2 separate regions of the Mus musculus genome follow, and region 1 is linked to region 2. Evidence: chromatin contacts called from public promoter capture Hi-C data. All regions are on one chromosome and are shown on one strand. Each heading gives the region's core, a stretch centred on a gene start, on an enhancer-like site or on the middle of the called end of the contact. The rest is flanking DNA. Distances are from core to core; before and after follow the strand shown.

Evidence for each region. Promoter capture Hi-C pulls out the DNA fragments that hold promoters and counts their contacts.
Region 1: a promoter capture Hi-C map of pre-B cells shows a contact between it and region 2, with 2.6 times the contacts expected there. The contact joins the promoter of Armc3 here to the enhancer-like site in region 2. A contact is called at or near these places in 3 of 39 promoter capture datasets (hippocampal neurons, liver and pre-B cells) and 1 of 9 other capture datasets (embryonic stem cells).

Annotation. Positions count from the first base shown.
Region 1 is chr2:19,194,953-19,200,516 of GRCm38.p6, reverse strand. It overlaps Armc3 (armadillo repeat containing 3), which reads right to left and starts at 1,399. Exons shown (of 20, transcript NM_001081083.2): 1 at 1,160-1,399.
Region 2 is chr2:18,913,455-18,919,067 of GRCm38.p6, reverse strand. All of the region lies in intron 1 of Pip4k2a (phosphatidylinositol-5-phosphate 4-kinase, type II, alpha), which reads left to right. Among named protein-coding and RNA genes, the nearest start is that of Gm33534, 37 kb to the right of the region's middle. Within about 2 kb of position 2,252, at least 102 of the 459 cell types and tissues checked have an H3K27ac peak or open chromatin away from gene starts, as enhancers often do. A contact at or near this core is called in pre-B cells, where this site is marked.

The sequences.
Region 1 (5,564 bases), core at 150-2,649, 280 kb before region 2:
TTGAAAGACATACCAGCAACTGATTTATAACAATTCCTGCTAAAGGACATTCAGGAGACAAGTTACACCCACACAAAACTATGTGGAGTTATCTCAGTTGTCCTCAGACTAATGTCTTCTATTCCTGGATGATGTTTTGAACAGTTGAATAATGAACAGTGCAGAGAATAAATACACACAGCATTGCAAACATGGATGGGTCCTGGGCAATGCTCCAAAGTTAGAGGCGGCTGGATTTTACCACTATATTGGGTGTAGGATGGCTGTTCAGGGGCTTAGATGTAATCCTCTGGTATAAGTGGGAGCAATTTGCCATAGACACAATGAACAAAGTAAAATTTACCAAAGATAAGTGGGTTTTTGTTTTTGTTGTTGTTGTTTTGGTTTTTGTTTGTTTTGTTTTTGTTTTTGTTTTTGTTTTACCATCTTGCCTAAATTGTATTGCCGATTGTCAATTTCCTTACCTGGGACCATTTTCCTAAGAAATTATTAAAGGGCAAGTTCAAAACCTTTCCATTTCCATTTATTCTCCATTGGTCAGCATATCATTTAAATAATGTTTTTTCAAGTTCATTACTCATCTAGCATCCATTTCCAGTTTTCTGGAATTATGGCCAAGGCTGCAACGAACGTCTTTGGATATACACAAAATTCACCCACCTACCTTTTTTTTTTTTTTTGGAAACAGCTAAAAGATAGCGGGATGAATAGGTACCAGGTTCATTGTACTGATTATGACAATGGGTGTGGCTTAAATGAATACGTTTCATAGCCACATTTGCCCTATTTGTTATTTGTTTCCCCATTCTCTCCTGCAGCCCTCTCAGTCTCTGAGCTTTAGGTAGTCGCTAAGGCAGAAGCTGCCTTTAAGCAGAACTAAAGCCGCAGTGGAGGGCTGAAGCAGGTAAGGTCCTACTTCAAGAATCGCTTACAGTCAAGTGACTGGATCTTAGCTCCTCAAATCGCTCTTAGAGCTCCAGGTTTGCTCCGTTAAGTGACCTCGTAACTGCGGGTGCAGGTCTGGGACAGTTTGTCTGGTGTACTGTTCCTTTGTCCCAACGGTCCCCACCTGTGCACTGAACGCTACAGTTTGCCCTGTCTTCTAGTCCTTGGCCTCTCCAACCCTCGGGACAGGTGTGCATCCGTGCCTGTCGTTTACCTGCGCGGAGTCAAGTCTCAAGAAGCAGTGGCTCTGTACATGTGGCAAACTCCACTGGCCTCTGAGGGTCTGTGTTGATGTTTGTTGCTAGGCGACGCTGGGCTGCGCATGCGTGCTCTGCCCGGAATTAGTTCTTAGCCCCAAGGCTCCCTTTGTCCAGCTCCAAAGTGATCGATCAATCAATCCTGCAGGAACCACAATCGTGCCATGGCAAGTCTAACAAGGCTCAAAATCTCCTCCTCTCCCTCCCTTCCTCGTCTTCAGATATTCTTTCCAACGGCCCAAATAAAGACGATCCTGTTTGCTCTCTCGCCCTCTGCCCCCTAGCCATCCTCTCAGTAAAGAAGCCATCAGTTAATTGGCTCCTTCCCTTACTAGATCTTTCTCATGTTCTTACTGCCACCACATTCCAGGTCATCGCAGCTAATGACTCTAGTTTCTCCTCCCGGTTTTTCCTCTACACCATAGATGTACACCGCCCCATCCCTCTCCCCCTTCCCCCTTCCCAGTCCCCCGGAAATAATTGTTCTGGTCTTGTCCCTCTATTGCTCGAATGTTTGTAATTTTCTTAGGAAAAGGCATTGTCCCCAAACTGTTTGCCTGTTTGATGCCACCCCCCACCCCCCGCTGCCTTATTTCCAGTCTCTTCTACCTCACCCCCTCCCCCAGCTTCTCATTCCAAATCCCCATTTCCTTTCCCAGCTGTGCTCTCCTGGGCACTGTTTATCTTCCAGGCCGACTCTTCCTTCATTTCTACTTATCAAGCTGGGCTGGTGCAGTCACCAGAAAGAGCCCGTCAGTTTCCTTTAGGGGTCCATCTCTCCACCCCTTACACTTTGCAGACTCCTGTCCCACCTGCTCTCTGTTCTCTCGGCCCTAACAGGGCCGGATGCATCTCACAGTTGTGACCTTTCCAACTTCTGTTGTTCACAGTTGTGACTTTCCTCTTCCTGCCATCTTAATCACCTAACAAGCAGATTTTTACATGTTTAACAACTATTTCTATCAAAGTATTTGTGGGCAAATATATCACGTGATTTCTATATTTTGGTTAAACTTTGACTAATATCTTAACTAACGCAATTCATTATCTTCCTTTTTCCAGCCCCCTATATGTATATAAATATAATAATTTCTCAAGTACACAGTGACATTTTCTGCCCTTTACTCCCTTAATTGGTCCAAAAACCATTGCTCATTTTTCATATCTATCGTCAAGATTTCCTCCAGAAAGTCTCGCTCCTCCAGGCCCACAAAGCATTCCTTATTTTATACCATTGCTCTAACTTACATGTGTGCTAGTCCCAGTGTTTTCCTATGACATTATAAACTGTGTGTGCGCATGTGTGCGTGTGGGTGTATGTTTGACTGTGTACTAGTATGCATGCTCTCCCACCTAGGCCATTTCTAAATGGACATTTGGTGAACACTTATTCTAAGCCAGAGAGTTATGAGCTTTTAACGCGAGTCATATAAGCCCCACCCTAATTTTATGAGGTATGAGCTAAGTAGTTGGCATAAAGTCACTTTTCTAGTAAATGGCAAAGACAGACGTGTAGTGAGATCGGTTTGACTTTTATAGGCATGTCCTGCGCTAGTACATCATACACATGTCTTAAAAATACAATATTACAAGTCATAAAGAGATTTTTTTATGAAATAATTTAAATCAGTGTTTTGATCTTTGTATAGACTTTTCTTGACTCAATATGTCTTGTATTCAGGTTTTTGGGGGAGGGATTCATGTTTATTTAAAACACACAGTTGGTGAGCTTTGACCAGGGTTTAAAGTTGTGGGGACAACTGCCACCATGAACATAGGACATTTCTGTCATCCCAAGTGTCCTTCATCTTTCTTTGACATCAAGCCTCTCTCCCCTACTTTCCTTGAGCCACTGCTCTCTCTTCTTTCTCTATAATCTTGCATTTTCTGGAATGTCTTGTAAATGAAACCAAACAGCATGCAGCCTTTTCTGCCTGGCCCCTTTAATCTGCCATTCATGTCCCTGAGACTTGTCCCTGGTTCTCTTCCTTACTGAGCTGCACAGACAGCTGCTGATGTTGATCCAAGCACATTCTAATTTGTGGATGGTATAAATCCATCTTCTCTGACCATTCAGACATTGGTTTAGGGAGTACATGTTTCCTTCTCCCTGGGAAAATATCAGGAGTAGAATTCCACTTCTAGTTTTTGAGGCAAGGGTGTGGTTAGTGTCATGAGAACCTGCTAGTTGCTTTCCACACCGACAATGCAACTGTAAATAGGGGAGAACTCCAGTTGGGAAGTACACTCTACAGGACTTGATACTGTAAAGTCCTTGCATTCGCAGTCATTCCAGAGGGTGAATGTGCTATCTCTTCTAGGTTTTATTTAGTTTCATTTCTTCATTTTGTGAGGAGATGGAATATGTGCTATGGTGTTCTTGTGGGACACCAAAGGGACAGTATGTGGGAGTCAGTTCTCTCCTTTCCCACGTGGGTTCTGAAGATTGAACTCAGGTCTTCAGGCTTGTGCAACAGCTCTTTTACCTGATGAGCCCTCTTGTTGGCCCTCTTTTACTGGTTTTTAATTTATATTTCTCTCTCGTGATGTTGATCTCCTATGCTCTTGTGTTCCTCTGTCTTCTTCAGTGAAATATCAGCTTAAATATGTTTTTCTACTTTTATAAGTGAGTTGTCTTTCTAAGTTGTAAGAATTGTTTTATATATCAGTAATTTATCATAAATGTGATTTAGAAATATTTCTCACCAATATATGGTCTATTCTTCTCATGTCCTTTTTAAATTTTAATTTTTTCGGTGCATAGGTGTTTTGCCTGCTTGTATGTCTATGCACCATGTGTGTGCAGGGCCTGATGAGTCCAGAAGACATCAGATCCTCTGGAGCTGGAGTTACAGCCATCTATAAACTGCTATGTAATGGTGGGAATCCATCCTGGGGCATCTGGAAGTGCTCTTAACCACAGAATCATCTCTCCAGCCTTCTATCTCTCATTTCTTTTTTTTTTAATTACGTATTTTCTTCAATTACATTTCCAATGCTATCCCAAAAGTCTCCCCCCCCCAACTCCCCTACCCACCCATTCCCATTTTTTGGCCCTGGCATTCCCCTGTACTGTGGGGCATATAACGTTTGCCTGACCAATGGACCTCTCTTTCCAGTGATGGCCAACTAGGTCATCTTTTGATACATATGCAGCTAGAGTCAAGAGCTCTGGGGTACTGGTTAGTTCATAATGTTGTTCCTCCGATAGGGTTGCAGATCTCTTTAGCTCCTTGGATACTTTCTCTAGCTCCTCCATTGGGGGCCCTGTGATCCATCCAATAGTTGACTGTGAGCATCCACTTCTGTGTTTGCTAGGCCCCAGCCTAGTCTCACAAGGGACAGCTATATCACCGTCCTTGCAACAAAGGCTTGCTAGTGTATGCAATGGTGTCATCGCTTGGAGGCTAATTATGGGATGGATCCCTGGATATGGACACTTTGCTCATTCTTAGAATTGGAAACAATCACCCATGGAAGGAGTTACAGAGACAAAGTTTGGAGCTGAGACAAAAGGATGGTCCATCTAGAGACTGCCATATCTCTCATTTCTTAAATCTACCTTTCAAAGGCTAGATGTTTTAAAGGTAGATAGAGTTCTATTCATACATTTTAGGTTCCTCTAAAAACATTTCTTTGTTACTTAAAAAACAAAAAGGATTTTATTCCTATTTATATGTAGGATGGTTGCTGGCATGTCTGTGCACTGCATTCATTGCAGAGCCTGTAGAGGCCAGAAGAGAGCACTGGATTCCCTAGGACTGGAGTTACAGTCGAGTCACCATGTAGCGGCCATATCCTCTTCAAGATGAACAAGTTCTCCTGGCCACTGAGCCATCTCTTGAGCTCTCCTGTGCTCTTATTGTTGTGGTTGTGGTTGTGGTGGTGGTGGTGGTGGTGGTGGTGGTTGTTTGGGTTTGTTTATAAGGCTCATAGTTTTAATCTTACATTTGGGTTATGCCCTTTTAACTTTTGTAGATGTTGTGGGCAATTTAAGCATCACAATCTGCGTATGAATGTCCAAATATACCAGGACCATTTAAAGAAAATTTTCTGCTTTATGTTTTCAATTACTTTGGCACCTTTCTCAAAAAATATATCCATCCTTTTTCTGGGCTTTCTTCTTCTTCTCCTTCTTCTCCTCCTCTCTTCTTCTTCTTCTTCTTCTTCTTCTTCTTCTTCTTCTTCTTCTTCTTCTTCTTCTTCTTCTTCTTCTTCTTCTTCTTCTTCCTCTTCCTCTTCCTCTTCCTCTTCCTCTTCCTCTTCCTCTTCCTCTTCCTCTTCCTCTTCCTCTTCCTCTTCCTCTTCCTCTTCCTCTTCCTCTTCTTCTTCTTCTTCTTCTTCTTCTTCTTCTTCTTCTTC
Region 2 (5,613 bases), core at 1,003-3,502:
CACACCACGCATGCTGAATGCACATGGCCACTGAGCTTCACCCCCTTGGAATAACACAGTTGTAGCCTACACACTTGGGGTTTTGAAACTTTAAATGACTGCTCACACAAGCCAATGGGAGGAGAGTACACTGGACTCTTGCTTCATTTTAAAATGCCACGAGAAAGGCTGGGCCACCGTGGTTAACACCTCTGGAGTCAACTTCAGGACTCCAGGGTCTTGGTGGAAAGGATGCCGGTGGCCTTACCAGACTTCAGAGCTGGGTATAGGGCTTGTTGGAAGGAGTCCTCCCTTTATTTCTCATGGCCTGGGAAATGCAGTTTTCCCTTGGTGCTGTTTCCACCCATTACTGCTTGGTTAGAACCAGCAAACTTCATGTTAACAGGGGAAAAGCAGCCTATGGGGAGGTTTTGACAGGGGTTAAACGGGTGATGTTGCCCTGACCACATGGCTGTGTGAAAGGATGGGCTCTCTGTCTGGGAAGGGGGAAGGGAAGGGGTGAGTGAGACGGGAAGGGGGTACCAACTCTACGCCCAGGAAAAAAACCTGTGTTAGAAAGATCCTGGAACTCTTTATTCCCCGAAGCCCAGCACCAGCTTTTCTGTTTTCCACCTAGAGTTTGATGGGTAAAGACACTGAAAATTCTCAAAACAAAGCACTGAAAGGTTGGGTGCCCATACTAACATGTACGCATTTATGTATACATGCTAATATATACTTTATAGCATATTTGCAAACTCTAAAAGTTCAATCAAGTATATAAATAATTAGAACACCAAAGAACCTGTAGCTTTCATTAAAGACTTTTTTCTTTCTTTTCTTTTTAGATGCAAGTATTATAATTATTTAATTATTTTTCAAAGTTGTATCCTAATTGTGACTTTTTGGAAGCTTACTTCTGAGTTCTGTGCCATTTGCTTCTTGGCTTTAATAGCTTTGTTGTTGAAAATTGCACCTCACAAAAATACATAAATCCAGATAATGACAGAACATCACCGCTGCCTGTATTTGGCAAATTATCACATCCTCTCTTATCAACCCCTGCCAGCTGTACTGAACTTTTATTTTGTTGACTTTCTTTTGTTGTTGTTGTTGTTGTTGTTGACTTTCAAATGATAAAATTATATTTTACTGAAAACTTCAAAATTGGCCAGGGGGTTTGTCCTTCTTTGGAAGTCCAACAGATACGTTCTAAAGCAGGTAGTAAATGGACCAGAGCTCTGGGACACACTTCTCACGGGCTCCGTAGAGCATTCTGTAAGGAGTTGTGGATGGAAGAGTTTTCATGGCTGGCCCAAGTGCAGTTGTTTTGGCAAGCTGGCAAACACGGAAACTTACAAATACCTGGTTTTTATACAACTCTGGTTTCAAAACTTCAGTTTCTCTGGAGGTGTTACTTTCTGACTTACTATAGAGTCTCACCTTTCCCTCCAAAAAGGAAGTGGAAGGACTATGTATGGGGGTTTTGCCTCTAGGTAGAATTCTGCTGAGTTGCCCCTCTGGGGACTGGCAGTGTTCACCAGTGTCTAAAGTGTCATGTGTGACTCATCCTGCTTGGCTTTCCACACACAGCCTTTCTTCAATGTAGCAGTCACTTAGCAATGCCAAGCCAGGGATTGCTAGAATCAACTTCAGTGCAACTAGGAAGCAAGCTTCCCCAGGGTGTGTAATTTATTCTATTTTTAAGTCTTGAAACATTAACCCTGCCCCAAGAGCATCTGCCAACAGTAGGTACTACCTGGCAGAGGGATTTGTGCCAATTTGATCTCACATTGGATTTTGTGCATCTTTAGCCACTTCTACGACGGTAAGAGTACAGAGCTTTTCTCTATAGTGTTGTACAGGAATCGTAGTGTTTGTGTGTTGGGGCTTTGCTGTTAATGGCACCTTGTATGAAGCATATGCACATTAACCATGAAGTTTAGTGAAGTCATTTGGTAGCTCAGTGTCACATGTGACACATTACTGACTTCAGGCCCTCACTGGCCATTCCTTCCACAGATCCTCAAGACCTCAGTGTGGATTAGGGGTGGGTTGTCATTACCAAATATAGTTGAAAAGCAACCCGTGTTTTACCTAAAGTCTTTCTAGTCATTTCTGTTGTTCTGAACAACAGTTCTTTATTCCACAAAGCATTTGTATTGACTGATCTAGAGAGAACCGAGCAAGGTCAGCTCCGCGGACCCCCCCTCCCCCGCCCGCGCCCGCTCGCTTGCTCACTCTGGGTTAGCAGTAGCTTGATCGGAGGTTTCTTTGCAGACTTCCCTTTAAGCACCTGCTTGCTTTGTGGGGTTTGTTTCACTCAGCTAAAGACAAGCACAGTGTGAATCTGAGGATCAGCCCGCTGATGCATCTGATGAAATGAGTGTACAGATCATGGCAAAGGCTTAGCATGTACACTTGACACATACACATGGGGAAAAACAAAGGCCAGCCATCTGGCAGCTTATTGATATTAGTTCATATTCCAGACTGAGTGAGGTTCTGGTGGCCAGTTGGTGAGTTCTGGGTGCATGGAGGGTAATGCCTATTGGCTGGTGGGTAGGTGGGTGGGTTACAAGCAAGGTAGCTCTTAATATTGCCTATGGTGGAATTTTTTCTCTAGGGCTTTTTCCCCCAAGGGGTGGGGGAGTGTCCTGGTGTCCCTAACAGAGTGGCCTGGACTGCAGGGAAGAGGGTGGAGGTTCAGGCCCAGGAGTTGGAGTACAGGTTCTGTTAACTCCTTGGCCCAGCTGGTATCCTGCTCTCAAACCCAGAGCCTCTTGGGACCTGGTCTCAAGGAATCAGCCCTTGTCTCTGCATGTGGAAGTCCAGCCGTGGAGACAAGGCAGGTGCCCAAGTCCCTGGCCCTTGTCTCTTCTGTCAGTAACAGTCTGCTTCCTTTCTGCCTGTTAAAGATTCTCTGTGGTTTCTCCTCTTCTGTCTGTGGTATGTTTGTCTTTGCCATGGGGTTGGAGTTTTTGTTGTTTTTGTTTTGCGTTGTTGTTGTTGTTTTCTGTTGGTTTGTTTTGGTTTTCATCCCCCACTTCCTCTTTTGTCATTCCAGTAGGGTTTCTGGAAGGGAAAAGAAATAAAAATGTAGTCAATTCATCAACTCCAAGCAGGAGTCTGGGAAAACACCATTCCTGGCATAGTGGTCGCTTTCCTCATTTTGTTCTGTGGGGCAGATCTTGGGTAGTGAAGCTGGCTGCGCTTCTGCTGTGTGCTTGGAAAGGAAAACAGGAGTCTAGCCTAAGAGACCAGGAATCCAGCTTTTCCTCTCTGGAATCTTAATGCTAGGCCGGCAGTGAAATCTCTTTTTTAAAAAAATCTCTCTGGGCGATAAATAAATAAATAAAACAAAACCAGACTCCAAACCGAATCCTTTCCCTTCATCTGCGGGTTTTACTAATGACGTCTGTGTGATTGGCAGGCTAAGATGCATGGCTCTCTTGCATTGCTTACTTTCTAAGCATATGTGTTTGACTCTGGAGGATGCCAGTGGGAACATGGTGTGACGAGCCAACTTACCTTCTGCATGGCCACTTGCACCTCATTCCCAAAGGACTGTGAGAGTTAGGATCCCTGCCAGAATGACTGTCAGCACCCCATTGTCCTGATAGAATCCTGACCTCACAGGGTACATGGAATGAGAGCATCCTCCTTACAAGATGGATTCACAGGAAGTCGTAAATTATTTGAGTATATTAGAGTGAGACCGAGAAGAAAGATGTGCTCCTTTGAAGCTTTCCAGATTCGTTTCTTTTTTCTTCTTCTTCTTCTTTTTTTTTGGTTTTTCGAGACAGGGTTTCTCTGTGTAGCCTTGGCTGTCCTGGAACTCACTCTGTAGACCAGGCTGGCCTCGAACTCAGAAATCCGTCTGCCTCTGCCTCCCGAGTGCTGGGATTAAAGGCGTGCACCACCACGCCTGGCTTAACCTGCCTATTCTAAAAGAGGCCAGAAATCCAGCTTTTTGTGTAAATTTTCTGAAGTCTGATAGACAAGTAATTAATTCAAGCACTTCCTAAATTACCCAGCTGAAAAAGTACATCATTTGACATCTCTTCTCAAGCTCATTTTAAAGGCAAAGGGTGAGATCAGGGGCCTCTGGGCCCTGAATGAAGAAGTAAAACCAGCCTCAGTCATGGGTCTCTAGACTCCAAGGCTGGGGTCCTTCTCAGTAGACCACGTTGTAACATTTGTTTTCATTGGCAACGTCTTTCTTAGATTTTTTTTTTAAACTCCATATGCTTCTGGAATAACTTACAGATTTCTGGCCTTAATTCTCAATTTAATGTTGGATTCTGTGTTTTATGGGTGGTAAATTTTAACATGAATCTATTCTTTGAGTTGGTAGTGAGCCAGCCACTGAGGCGTGTCCATCAGAAATCTCTGTGGTACTGGACTGGGGAGATGATGGCTCAGTTGGAAAAGTGTTTGCCTCACAGACAGGAAGACCTGACTCCAATTCCCAGGACCTACATTTAAAAAAATGTATATATTTATAATTGCTGTGTTAAAGGAGGCAGGCACAGGAAGAGCCCTGGCGTTTACACCCAGCTAACCTAGGTAACTTGACAAGGTCAGTGAGAGACTCTTCAAAACAACAAACTGGATAGCTCCTAAGGACTGACACTTGAGGTCGACGTCTGTATGTGCAAGTGTATAGATACACATGTGCACACACTACCCACCCACAGCATGTGGAGAGGGAACAGGTAGGGAAATGACTCTTGATAATAGAGCTTTGGGGCAATGCGTTGCCGGATGGTATACTGCTCCTGGTTTTATTATTATTTTAATCAAGTAGCCACTGTGCAAAAGATTGACTCGATTGCTTTTAGTTAAAAGGAAATAAAACCGTAAGTGACTAATTTAGGGTTTTGAGTTTGCAGGTGAAGGAGACAGACTCTTTTGTCTGTGCTTGTATCTGAGCTTTGCTATCAGAACAATTTCATTTGCCCTGTCATAATGAAACATTGTTTTCTAGATAGTGGAAGGTAGCTCACTCTTGGATCCTGTCATCTGTGTGATCTGTAATATGGAAGTATTAGCTTTTCCAAAATGGCCTCAGAAATGAGTATTGATGGAACGGCTGTAGGAAATTGGCCTCACCCAGTAACAAGTAAAGATACACTTTGCAAATACCTTCAGCTAGCCGCCTGTTATTCCTGCCCCTGTAATTGGCTCTAATTTGCTCTGCCTGCCCCACCGAAACCTCAGAACTTTCTAATTGGTATTCAGTTTGCAGGGTTAACTGTAACCAGAGCCACTCCAGCCCAAGTGTGGGCCATATGCCTGTGTCTGGACTGGTTTTGAAAGTTCTTAATTGTTTCAACCTATCTCTGTGACAAGGTTGTAAAAAGTATTTACAAATGATGTGCAAATTATTGAAGATTTGATTTCCCCTTGCATGGAACTTACTAGTTACAAGTGACTATCCAATTAATACTAAAATCTGATTTTAAAAAATTTAGGTTAAAAAAAAATTAGGTAATTCTTCCCAAAGTTAAGTTAGTAGGAAAGATGTAATTTGAAAATGTGTTACTGTTGTTGTTGTTGTTGTTGTGATTTTGTTCCCTCTCTGCTACTCTTCTGCTTTGTTTTGTTTTTATTGTTGAAACAAGATATCTG